Regions from separate parts of the Mus musculus genome. Here region 2 is linked to region 1. Evidence: chromatin contacts called from public HiCAR-type data. All regions are on one chromosome and are shown on one strand. Each heading gives the region's core, a stretch centred on a gene start, on an enhancer-like site or on the middle of the called end of the contact. The rest is flanking DNA. Distances are from core to core; before and after follow the strand shown.

Region 1 (6,025 bases), core at 1,190-3,689:
TTGCTGCAGGTGCTCACAGGCCAGATGATCAGCAGACAGAAGCTTGCAAATGACATTTTTGCAGTAACTTGAAAACAGAGGAGGAGTGCCAATACCCTAACATTAATTTTCTCTCCATACTTATCTACATCATTGTCTGTACTAATTGGTTTGTTTTTGACATTGTGTGTCTGATAATCCACTGCCCTCCAACTGTGCCTATGCACCCTAAATGGTTTGCAAAGCATTCTCATATATATGACCCTATTATTCTCAAGATAACTGCTTGAGAAAATTAACACAAATATAAGTAATCCTCATTTTTATTCTCGAACCATCTATAGAAAGGAAACCTCAAAAGAAGTCACCAAGTTGAGGTGTTCCACTATGTTTGAGGCTTATGTACCCTGACCCTTGCTAGTCAGCATACAAAAGTTTGGCTGCTCTGTTGGTCTGGGTTCAAACTGAAGATGACAAGGAACAGAGCCATGAGGGCATACAGCAGGAGACAACCTTAAGATAGCACAGCTTGTTCTGCCGGAGGTGCATAGTCTTTGAGCTCGCATACTGCCCCATCTCTTTGTTGTAGCTGGTTCTCCTTTCAGTAGTTAGAAACTTGGTTCTATTCTTTCTCCTTGGAGTTGGCTTTAACATTTCTTCTTTTGCCTACATTTATCCTACCTGCAGTGCTAAGAATCCAGAAAAGGATTGCTTGACCTTTGTGTAAAGTAACCTGATCAAAAAGGCGCTGTGGCACAGGACTGTAACCCTAGATAGAACTCAGGAGGCTGAGGCAAGACGACTGCAAGTTCAAGGCCAGCTTGGCAATTTAGCAAGATTGTCTCCAGTTAAAAGTTAAAGGGGGGCTGGAAGTGCATCTCAGTGATACAGCACTTGCCTAATACTGGCAAGGCCCTGGGCCAACTAGGAACCACAAAAAGCAAAATAAAATAAGCCTGATTTTAACTTGTAAAAAAAAAAAAAAAGAAGTCACCAAAGCAGAAGGAAACAAAATCAACAAGATGGAGTCTCCTTCTCCTGACTAAAGAATCACAGACAAAAGAATCCATCAATTTTCTAGAACGGAGACATGAAGAGTACCAAAGTCCATGTTTTGAACACAATAGATCTGTGTTTTGCAAGCAATGAAGATGTCACTGGTATCCCAGATGAGCATGATGTTTCTACCTTAGTTCAAAAAGCAGGAAGTAGTGAATATCTGAACTCGAGAAGCTTGCTAGAAGATATGTGTCTTCTGTGGATATCTGAATACACAGGGACGGATGTCTCCTCACTCACAGCCTGCTGCAGGGAACTCTCAGTAAGTAAGAAAGCAAGTCTGTTGCCTCAAAAATGGAAAAACAAAACAAAAGAAGAAGATAGAACTGTCTAGGATGATGCTGAAGTACTAGAGAGGATGAGAAAACTAAGCAAACATATTTCTTCCTATTCATATCTGGAAGTGCACCCCAGTAGTCTCCTAAGAGGGCCTATATTGAGGAAATGTATTACTGTTGAGAACTGACAAAGGCACTAACTTCTCTTTAATAACTGTGTGGTGTTTCTCAGGGGCCTTTCATCTGTAGATCTCAGAAGGTTTTGCAAACATCAATTAAATATTGCAACATTACCCTTGAAGTAAATATTATGACTCCTATTTTCCAGATGAGAAACAGAGTCTATGGGGTTTGCCTAAGGGCTATTCACTGGGACGCCAGGAGGTTGAGAGTCTTAGACCTAGCCACAGAGAGCTTGGGCCTTGCAATCTGGTTTACATAACGAAAGGTTTTCAAAGAAATGGTCTGCCCTGGTCCTTAAGATCTAGAAGATTCCCTTATCAAGGAGACTGTGCCTAAAACTCCGAAGGCTGAGGGAGCGGCTTCATGAGTCATTCCCTGGCCTCCTAGGTAGACATCACTTCTCTCACCTACCACACAGACAAAAGCTACTGCTTTCCTCTCTATGGCATACCTGGGAGGATAATTATTTGTGTGACACCTCATCTATCTCACAAGACTCTGCCCACTTCACTCTTCTTCATGCCTGGTATATAGTCTGAGGTCAGGAGTAAATGTGACTTGAGCTTACAGTGGAATTAGAACGGAAATATAAAATAGTAGACAACTTCTAAAAACTGTTAAAAAAAAAAAAAGAAAAAAAAGAAAAAGTCAACAATTCTTCCCGCTGTGAGAACACGAATCAGGCCTGCCTACAATTTGGATTTTCAGGTCAATGAAGACACTCCTGGGTTTTTATAACTGCCAAATATTCTTAGCCTTCATACCAGTTTTCTATTGGGATGTTTGAGCTTATCCAAACTTTAATGAAGGACTTACGTGGAAACCCGAGTATGTGCTAAATACACAGATCTTGGCTTGAGCATCAGAGCTCACAACTCAGCCAAGCACTGCTTTCTCTTTCTCCTTGTTAGTCATTCTGTGACCCAAGTCCATGGAATGGAACTGCCCACACTCCTTCCTCAGTTAACCCTCTCTGGAAATCCCCCCTTAGACACATGCAGACACATGTCTTCTAGGTAAATCTAAATCCAGTCTAGGTGACATAAAAGCCCACTTTCTACAATTATTAGATTCCCCAAAAGCTCCTGGATCTCTCATAATAGGAAATGTGTTTAATTCATTTGTAAGAGCTTTCAAAACCATAGCATTTCTAATGTTGTTCAAAAGCTCAAAGTCTAACTCAGTCCTTGTTCCAGCTGACCCGTCATGAGCCAGGACTCTGCTGCACACATCTCTCTCCATATGCTGCTCTTCCCACCAGAATGTCTGATTAAGTTTGTTTTCAGAATTCTAAGGTTTCTCTAGCCTGCCTCTCCGATGTGCTCCATATTTTTCTGCAAAGACCTACAAAGCACATAACCAGGTCTGTCACAGCAACAGCCTACTCCATTTCTGCAACAAAATACTTGACACATGCAGCTTAAGGACAGGAGGATTTGTTTGGGCTCAGAGTGTGCGCAAGCAAAGTTCCTCATGGTGGACAAAATGCAACGTGAAGCTAGAGGCTTGAGCTGTGGCAAAGGGACCATAATGCAGCTGGTCACCTGGCAACTGTAGCCAGCAAGGAAAGAGATGCTGGTGCTCTATAGAACATTTTGTTAGCACTTTCAAATTTGACCCTCTTAAGATGCTGTGAAGGATATGATGGAGATGCCATCCTCTTATTCCATTGATGAGCTTTCTTCAAGGTTTGTGACCTTTTCTGAGTCTCACAACTCCAAAATAATAGGACTGAATCAAAACCGAGGAGCCTGGGAAAGATTCCAGCGAAGGCACAATCATGGCCCCTTGAGCAGCTGCCTGACCCTCAGGCCTCACTTCCACTACATAGAAAACAGAAGTCTCTTGGGTGGCCATCTTGCTAGGGTTGGCCAGCCCACTCTGACATCCTACTATGAGTTCTCCATACTAAACCTATGGACCAATCAGCTAAATTTTTCTCAACTTATTAGCATGTTATCATAACTACATTATTAGTCTGGCATAACCCCAATATTCTAGCTATTTATGATGATAATTAACCTCATTTTAAAAATGCTTCAGGAAGCAGTTCTTGACATAATACACTACCCTTTGCTTAGTCACTGCTTTCATGATTCTAGGTGCTCAGGTTAGTTCCTTGCAGGAAGGACAGCAATGGCTGCTCCCTGTGACAGCCTCTCCAGCCTTAAGTCTCATATGATCTTCCTTCTCACCTGCATATTCTTTCAGAAAGTTGCTTTATACTTCCAACTTGGCAGTCAGTTCTGGAGACCTACTAGTGGTAAGTGGCTGTCAAGCATGATCAGTGTGCTGAAAAACCAAGCAACAGATGATGTGGCTGGGGCCTGAGAAAGAAGTGCATATCCTCTTTCCCTGCATCCTCAATACACGCTGGTTCTTTCCTAACGCCAGAGCTCAGATACTAAAACATCACTGGCTGGGCCTGACTATGCAGTTAAAGTTCAATCTTCTGTTTCTTCATCTGGGCACTGGAGAGCAGACTCCAGGGTCGGGCTCACAAAGATCTTGCTAGAGCACCCCTCCAAAGCATCCGCTGTTGAATTGAACAAATCAACAAGGACCCTGCTTACATCTGTTTGCACGCCTACCTTTCCTTAACTTGACTGGAGTGTGTAAGGTTTCTTATCTGGCCATGCATCCCTGTAAATGTGTGTGTGTGTGTGTGTGTGTGTGTGTGTGTGTGTGTGATGCAAGGTGGGTGCTTAATCAGTTCGTGCTGAATTAATTAACTTTAAACATGATTATGATGCACTTTAATAGGGTACAGGTGGGACAACTGTTAGCTTCAGTCATAGGTAGTGCAACAGTCATAGAGACACAAACAATAGCAGCCAAACTAGTTTTTCGTAAGAGCTCTCGGCGTTTAGGCACCTGCTGGGACACAAAGTACAGTACATGTGCCTTGTTTTTCAGGGCTCTTTCCAGCCGCCATATATTTGTGTCTTAAAAAAAAAAAAAAAAAAAAAAAACCTCACCTAATCTCTTACCCAGATCCTTACCAATTCAGTTATATGGGTCCAGAAAAGGAGGAAGAGCCCACTTTTACCAAGGTCATCGGAAGCAGTCCAGACACAAGAGTTCACAATGAATCGAATTCTCCATTTCTAGTCTGGAGTATCTGGCACTGAACACACTGTAACAAGTCAAAAATAATTAGAGAAAGGCAAAATCATTAGATCTACAATTAAAGAGGGTTTTGTTTTTTACCTTCAAACAGCCTTAACTCCCCCAAACACAAGTGATTTGTATGTATCTAAACTGGGATGTGTGTTTGTTAATAGACTGAAATAAATAGATACTGCTGTACTATCACGCAGAGAGCACGGACAGGTGAGAGGAGGTCCCTGGGGCTCATTTACATTCAGCTTTCAAAATAAGATATGAAAAACACCCCACAGGAGAAAGCAGGACTTTTGAACAGCGATATTTTGCAGTTCAGTGATTCCTAATGATTCCAGAGACGCTGGTGCCTGTCACTGTGTGTAACCACTCTTCTCGAGCACTTATATTTAGTTAGAGAGGATGTTGACAGCAAATAAGAAAACGGCCCCCTACACACAATGTAAGGTGGAGTTTATGCTCTAGCCACCCGATGACACCTTGAGGCTGAGTTTCTCTTATTTATAAATCAAAGATATTATTTCCTTTACTATAAAGGAATATTGTTGCAGAGTGAGGTAGGGCAGGGGAAAAACTAGCCATATAGAGATATTATACATTGAAACAAGCTTTTATCTCGAAACACACACACACACACACACACACACACACACACACTGAAAGAAAGGAAGAAAGAAACAAGCTTTTAAAAAATTGAATCTTTCAGTGTGTGTGTGTGTGTGTGTGTGTGTGTGTGTGTGTAGAGGGCATAGGCCAGCTCTGTGGAGTTAGTTCTCTCTTTCCACATTTAGATATTTCCAAGGACTTGAACATGGTGGCAGGGGTGGGGGTGGAGGGACATCAGTATGCATTTGCAGCAAGCACTTTTACCTACTGAAGAATCCCAGCCACTCCACAGAATAACCTCTCAAAGGTTACTAGTTTCTTCCCCTCTGATATGCAGTTTGGAGAAATGTTATCCCAATGGAATTGGCAAGACAGCTGTTGGATAGAAGAGTCAATTTCTCTATATATGCCTTATGTCTAGGTGTGGAAGGTCTCTTCCTTCCTCCTTCTCCATTTAGACAATTGCTTCAAGGTGGGGTGCTACATAGGTGGCCTACTCCTGACCTCTCTGCTCTCCGTGAGTGGAAAGAGCAGTGATGACGTCTCTGGTGGGCTATTTAGAGGTGAGCCTAGAGCCTGGGTGACTTCTCTCCAGCTCTCCATTTCTTTTCACTCCTGATCTAATCTGCGTTTAGGGAATGGTACCGTGTGAACACAGCAAGCATGACCATGGATGTGTGTGTGTGTGTGTGTGTGTGTCTGTTGTGATGCTCAATGGTAAAACGTCTGCTGAGCATGCATGAAGACGTGGGTTCAGTCCCAGCACAGAATAAATAAATGTCTGAAGAAAGGCCACA
Region 2 (6,186 bases), core at 3,675-6,174, 890 kb after region 1:
TTTCTAGGGCAGGGAGTGGCTTGTTTTCATTGACACCCAAAGGCCTCCTTAGCATACATAATGAAGGACCACTGGTCTTACTTATTTATGTATTTATGCTTTAACGTATTTCATAGGCCTTAAACATCAGGACCTTACATAGACAGGGATCCTGTAAAATAACATCACTTTTGTGGTCTTAATCATTTGACCCAAGCAAAATTCAAGATGAAGTCTTTTGCCTTTAAAACAGTTTCGTTTATTCACGAGGGGAAAAGATCGTATAGTGAATCCATAAAATTAAAAAACTCTTGAATGATGACATTGCAGTGTTTGGCACAGTGCAATGCTGGGACATTTGGAAAACCAGAGTCTCCGTGGTCCACTAAGAATAGATAGCTGTCCCCATCAAGGCAAAAAGTAACAGCTTTCCGATGCATGCCTGAGCTGCACAGCTCCTCCGGTCTTAGTTTGTTGACTTGGTCCTAGGGAAGGGACAAAGCTCGCCAAGTCTGGTGAATGGACAACAGTGGAAAACCAGTGCTACCGTCTGCTGGCAGACAAGGCTGCTGCCGGCACCACACATGGTCAGCTCTCCCCAAGCAGCGCTCATTCCTTGCCATAGCTGGCTTTGGCAGGTGCTGGCTGGCTGGCCCCAGAGTGCAGGAAGTTCTGGGTCATGGTGACCTCGAGATGTTGATGCCAGATGAAATATGCCCTGGAGGTTCTCCAGGGTCACATGGCGTGTGGAGCAAGAGAAGGCAAAGCTTCTCTTGTGCTGACAGAGTGGATTTTGGCTCCAGAGCAGCACCCCTTGGGGACTAGGAGGAGTTGTGGGTGGAAGTGGAGAGGGGAGACAGGTCAGGCCAGACAGGGTGTGAAAACGGGCAGGGGGAAATCAGCTTTTATTTTCATATCCCATCCTCCGTAGCCTTCCAGGAGACCATTTGCTCACAGAGGTAGAGGCATAGCCTAAAATCAGTGGCAGAGATATCTGAGGAAACATTTGAGAGTGGTTTTGTTGTTTATGTAGCAAGGTGGATAGATCTCTAACTCCATACCTGCTTGGACGCTGTTGAGCCAATATAGTATAAGATGCGGGGCTTGACTTGACTTGACTTGACATTCAGCCACTCAAAATGGAAAGAAAGCTGACCAAGCATTCTCAGGGAAGGGTTGCTAACTATATGTCTGTTTGCTCTGCAGATCTGCTCTGCAGATCCTATTTGAAAAAACACTACTCTTTCATTTTTATTCCTCTGAAGTCTCCTCACCTTGTTTCTCGGTGCTGGGTCATATACACCCCACGTAAGAACAGTTGTTGCCCCTTGAAGCTTCTACCAGGAATATGACCACATTCTCTTCCATTCCACCAAGGCGTATGAGGTCTAAATACAATTCTAGTGCAGAGGCAAGGGCTTGGCTCTATCCACTTTTGAGAATCAAGAACACAGGGCCAAATGGAATTAAGATGAGAAGGAAGGAAAGAGGGCAAGTCAAAAACATGATTCAGCTGGAGGAGGTCAGCCTGATAAGCATCCTGACTTAAGGTTTGGAAAAAAGAGGCCAGGTTCCAGGAGCCAACCAGGAGCCAGAGAGGAACATTGCCATTGAGAGAAGACCTCCATCTACCTTCTGTACCTGCCATCAGCACAGCAGTCTTGGCTTTTGCTCTACTAAAGACCAAACCACCTCAGCTTCGGTACCATGGAGCTATGGAAGGTGTGGTGGAGAGTTGCGGACAGAATCTTTCAAGAAAACCAAACACGTTGTCTGAGGGCCAGGTCCAATTTCACTCCCAAGAATGTTTCTGTAGTTTTGGTTCTCCTTCACCTTGCTCAATCACACTTAATATTTTGGTTCTAGCATGTCCCAAATGGTTATATAATAAATTATTTGGTAACGATAGTGACTAATGTTTGTACAGTGAGTCTTTGCTTGCGAAGTTTATTGCCTTTGAAAATACTAACCTGTTTGTTCTCTGTAATGGTCCTGAGAAACGGTTAGGAAAATTGCTGATAGTTTGGCTTACAGGAGGCATTAGGATGGTGAAGACAGCATGGGATTTTTATCTCCACAAGGCTAGGTTTGCAGTTAAGCCTTGTAGTGGTCTGGTTATGTGGGACAGAACAAGGTTTGACCAATTCACATAGCAGTTGTGTTGCTGAAGACACCGCTTTTGTCGAATGGTGGAGACTGTGGCTACCACAACGAGCTGTGATTTGATAGACAAAGATCTGGCTTGGGAAATCAAGAAAGATATTATTTAGAAGCATCATAGTTTTAAAAATTAAATATTTTGCTTCTTTACGTGTGTATGTGTGTATGTACATGTACACATATGTGCACATGAACATGAATGCACACCTGTGTGCGTGCACACACACAGGTAACTTTGGAGGTCAGAAGAGTGTTGGAACTCCTGAAGATGGGGTTATCAGTCACTGTGAGCTGCCTGAGAAGGGTGTTGGGAGCCAAACTCCAGTCTTCTGTGAGAGCAGTATGTACTCTTAACTACTGAGTTATTGCTCTTTAAAACCCCCCGGAGACATTATGTTTTTATAGCAGTTGGAACCCTGAGAAAAGACCGTCATGTTTTGTTTGTTTGTTTGTTCTTGTTGCTGTTGGTGGTGGTGTTTTCTTTTTCCATGAAAACAATTTTTATTTTTGCAAAGTTTCTTTGGGAAACTTGAAGATTATACTCTCTACTTGGTTTATCATCCCAGTTCTTAGCAACCAAGCTCTTTGGATATAACTATTCCAGTAAACTCTGCGTCTCTGTCCTATCCTATTCACCAATACCTTTCTTTTCTCCTCCTCATATTCCTGGAGCTTGCCTGTCTACGAGAAGAAACAGAGGGTTATAAAGAACAGTGTACATTTGGACAGCATGGTGCTCATATTCAGCCTGGGCCAAGGTGGCTGTACAACCAAAGGTCTATGAATAATGGACATTAGAAATCCTGGAAACCAAAGGGTAAACTGTGGTGTAATCTATAATATAACCACTTCTGATAGAATGCCACCTTTCAAAACTTTGTATCCATATGGCTTTACCTATATGCTGGTCTGTTCCTGTGTGCTTCCCTATGTGTAGCCTGCGTGTAACAGTGTGCACTGGATGTCTGCCTGCCCAGCAAGCCTTCCCCTAGTATGAACAAAATATATATTATCTACGTGTGGTTTCTAGGTTCTCTTCAACTGCCTGGCCTCTCATAACCTGACTTCATTCTTGGCTTCAGAGCTTAAACTTCATGTGGGATGTAGTTAGCAGGATTCAGCTGCAGGGATATACTCGATCCCTGCACTGGTAGAGACTGCCTGGTCCTGGTGGATACCTTGCTGGGGGAGGAGTCAACTGGCTGGCTGATTGTATCAAAATCTGTCGGTAAGACACTCTTCCACTTTGGTGAAAGCCAAAGTGCCTTATTTAAGAACCAAGAGAAACTGAAATTTGGGATATGTAATTTAGAACAGGAGCTCATTAAGAAACTTTATAAAAGGAAACTAGCTCAAGAAAGAAACCAGGGAGAGTCTCACTGATAAGGCCAGTGCAGAAGAGAATCAATAAGGAAAAGGAATGTTTGCATGATGCCAATGCAAATCTTCCAGTCTCTACCTTATATTGTTAACAGTTATTCCTGTTGTAATGCGCTGTGTCTATACTTGTGCCCTTATGAAATACCTCTAAGATAACGCAATGCAGGAATGCATAACTTTTTATCTTTATATCTATAAAACATAACACAGTAACAGATTGCTAGGAATACAACATCAATAAATACCAAAAACCCCACAAACTTGATATAAAATAGAGATCATTTTAAAAGGATGCTTACTTATCCGAGGGACTCTCAACTGGAGGATTGCCTCAATCATATTGAGTGCTATGCGTGACCAGGGGCATTTTTCTTGATTGCCAATTGCTGTAGGAGGGCCAGATCACTGTGTACAGTGCCATCACTGGGCAGGTAAATCCTGGTGATACAAGAAAGATAGCTGAACACAAACGCAACAGCCCGATAGTAAGCAGAATTCCTCACTCGGTGGTTTCTGTTTTACAGCAATAAACAAAGCCTTGCTTTAGTTTCATTGCTGACTTACATCAACAAAGGACTGAAACCTTCACAATGAAATAAACCCATTGATTCCTAAAATGCTTTTGCTCAGTGCTTTATTACAGTGGTACCGAGAGAGAAGCCTGTGGCTGCGATGAACCTGCTTTGGGGGTAGCACTGTAGAACCATTTGGAGATCTGAGCTGAAAAAGATGTTGAGTGCTTAGACCTTACTAGGCTGTTGCATGGGAACTTAACTATAAGAATGCTCAGAGAAATCAAGATGACGAAGGCCCGGCTCCTCAAGTTTGAGAGGGAAGAAAAGTCTCTGTTGAGGATCTTTGTGTGATATATTTGAATTAATCTGGTGTTTGGTCAGCAGGGGCTGGAGAATCATCTGTGACTGACAAGAGACTAGAACCTAGGAATAAAATCTCTTTCCTGGACAACTGATGCTGCTCATCTGGGGATGAGAAATCAGGATTAACAAGAGATTAGCATCATTGAGGTGAAATCTTTCGGGAAGTATTTCCACAGGGTTAGTGTACAGTAGTTGCTGTACTAGTAATGGCTATGGATGTGGGGCTCTTTCTACATCTAAAGTTGGAAGCTGAACTTAATTCTGTATAAGGATCACCCATCTAGCACTCGTTTTGAAGGCACAAGTGATGCAAGACCAAGGAGGGATATGGAGAGTGGCTGACATTTGGCATGTGACAAGTTCTGAAGAAAGAAGAGGAAAGGGAATTGGTAAAAGTATCATTTTTAGTGAGGAGCCCAGAATTCTGGAGTGAGAACCATAGGACATCCACCAAGAGGAGTGGCTGCTGTTTTAAAGAGATGGCCTGAGACTCTTAGACAGCTATGGCTGGCAGAGCTGAGCTACCAAGCCTTTTGAAACTAGGTCATGAGTGAGTCCCAGATGTGACACAGAGTGACTTACTGGACTTCTGTTTTATGTTGATCTGATTGTAATTATGCCCTGCTTCTCCTCCTTTCTTGGAAAAGAAAGTATTTAATTTCTTTTTGGTTTTACAGGAGTCACAGTTAAAGCACTTTAAAGAGACACTGAACTAGCAAAAGTATGTTATTTTTGAAATAATTCTTCGGAAATCTCATAGAATATATCTATATCTTCACCCTATTTACCTCCTCAGTCCTCTCCTCAACTCTTCCCAGAGGAGCCCCTCCCCCTGCCCTCTCACTTTGTGCTCCCCCTCTTTTTTTCTTTTTCCTTTTCTTTTTCTTTTTTTTCTTTTTAGAAGAGATTATGTCACAGTAGTCTTAGTAGTCCTACAGCAGATAGCAGTAGTCTTACTATCTCCTTGCGTTTCTTCTGTGATGTGTCCTAAGTGTTAGATGGAAGGGTTATGATGTAATGTATTAGTCAGGAGTGAGAAGCATCTCTGGCCGGTAGTGGCTTTTCTGTAGTGATCTCATTGATGTTGGGTGAAAACAATACTTATCTGGGTGTATAAGGTAAAAGTAAGTTAAGTGAATATGTTATTTAGACTGCAGTGAGAAAGTTTACTGGTTTAGGGGAATGGTAACAGCAGGTGTTTTAGGTTCCATGGCCTTATCATCTATGGCTGGTTGCCTAAGTTTACAGTGTTAGGCATGAATTGCCTTCTAGTTAGGCCTTAAGTCCGAGTCTGAGGCGTTTGAATTACCCCCAAGGTATAAGTTCTACTATTGTATCTTTTGGGATATCTTGCTTTTTATTCTGGCCATTGTTGTAGTTTGTAGGCGTTACCGGTTTGTCAAGAGTGTGGGACTTTTAATGTACTTATTTAAGTTATGATAGTCACGTAAGTTCTTGAAGACTAACAAGAAAGAAAAGGTTATAGCTTAAGGTGATATGTTGATGTTGGTGTATCAAATTGTCAAGGGGTACGGTTCCTAGTTTGCGTTAGCTGTCAACTGGATATAGACTTGAGTTATTGGAGAGAAAAAATGCTAGCCTGGGAGCAGGGCCAGTGAGGAGCGTTCCTCTGTGGAATCTGTTGTAGCTTCCTGCTTTGAGTTCTTGCCTTGAAATCCCTCAGCAATGGACTAATCTGTAAGATGAAATGAACACGTTCCTTCTCAGGTGGTTTTTGGTCATGGTGTTTATCAAAGCAACAACAACAACAACAACAAATCCAAAGAAA

The links. HiCAR-type assays count read pairs that join an accessible place to other places.
Region 2: a contact with region 1 is called in a HiCAR-type map of fibro-adipogenic progenitors, with 4 times the contacts expected there. The contact joins two enhancer-like sites. A contact is called at or near these places in 1 of 484 Hi-C or Micro-C datasets (bone marrow-derived macrophages) and 1 of 115 datasets of contacts at active chromatin or transcription factors (fibro-adipogenic progenitors).

What each region holds. Positions count from the first base shown.
Region 1 is chr16:24,332,187-24,338,211 of GRCm38.p6, forward strand. No RefSeq gene overlaps it. Among named protein-coding and RNA genes, the nearest start is that of Gm38456, 39 kb to the left of the region's middle. Within about 2 kb of position 2,440, at least 14 of the 459 cell types and tissues checked have an H3K27ac peak or open chromatin away from gene starts, as enhancers often do. A contact at or near this core is called in fibro-adipogenic progenitors, where this site is marked.
Region 2 is chr16:25,220,092-25,226,277 of GRCm38.p6, forward strand. No RefSeq gene overlaps it. Among named protein-coding and RNA genes, the nearest start is that of Gm32196, 45 kb to the left of the region's middle. Within about 2 kb of position 4,925, at least 12 of the 459 cell types and tissues checked have an H3K27ac peak or open chromatin away from gene starts, as enhancers often do. A contact at or near this core is called in fibro-adipogenic progenitors, where this site is marked.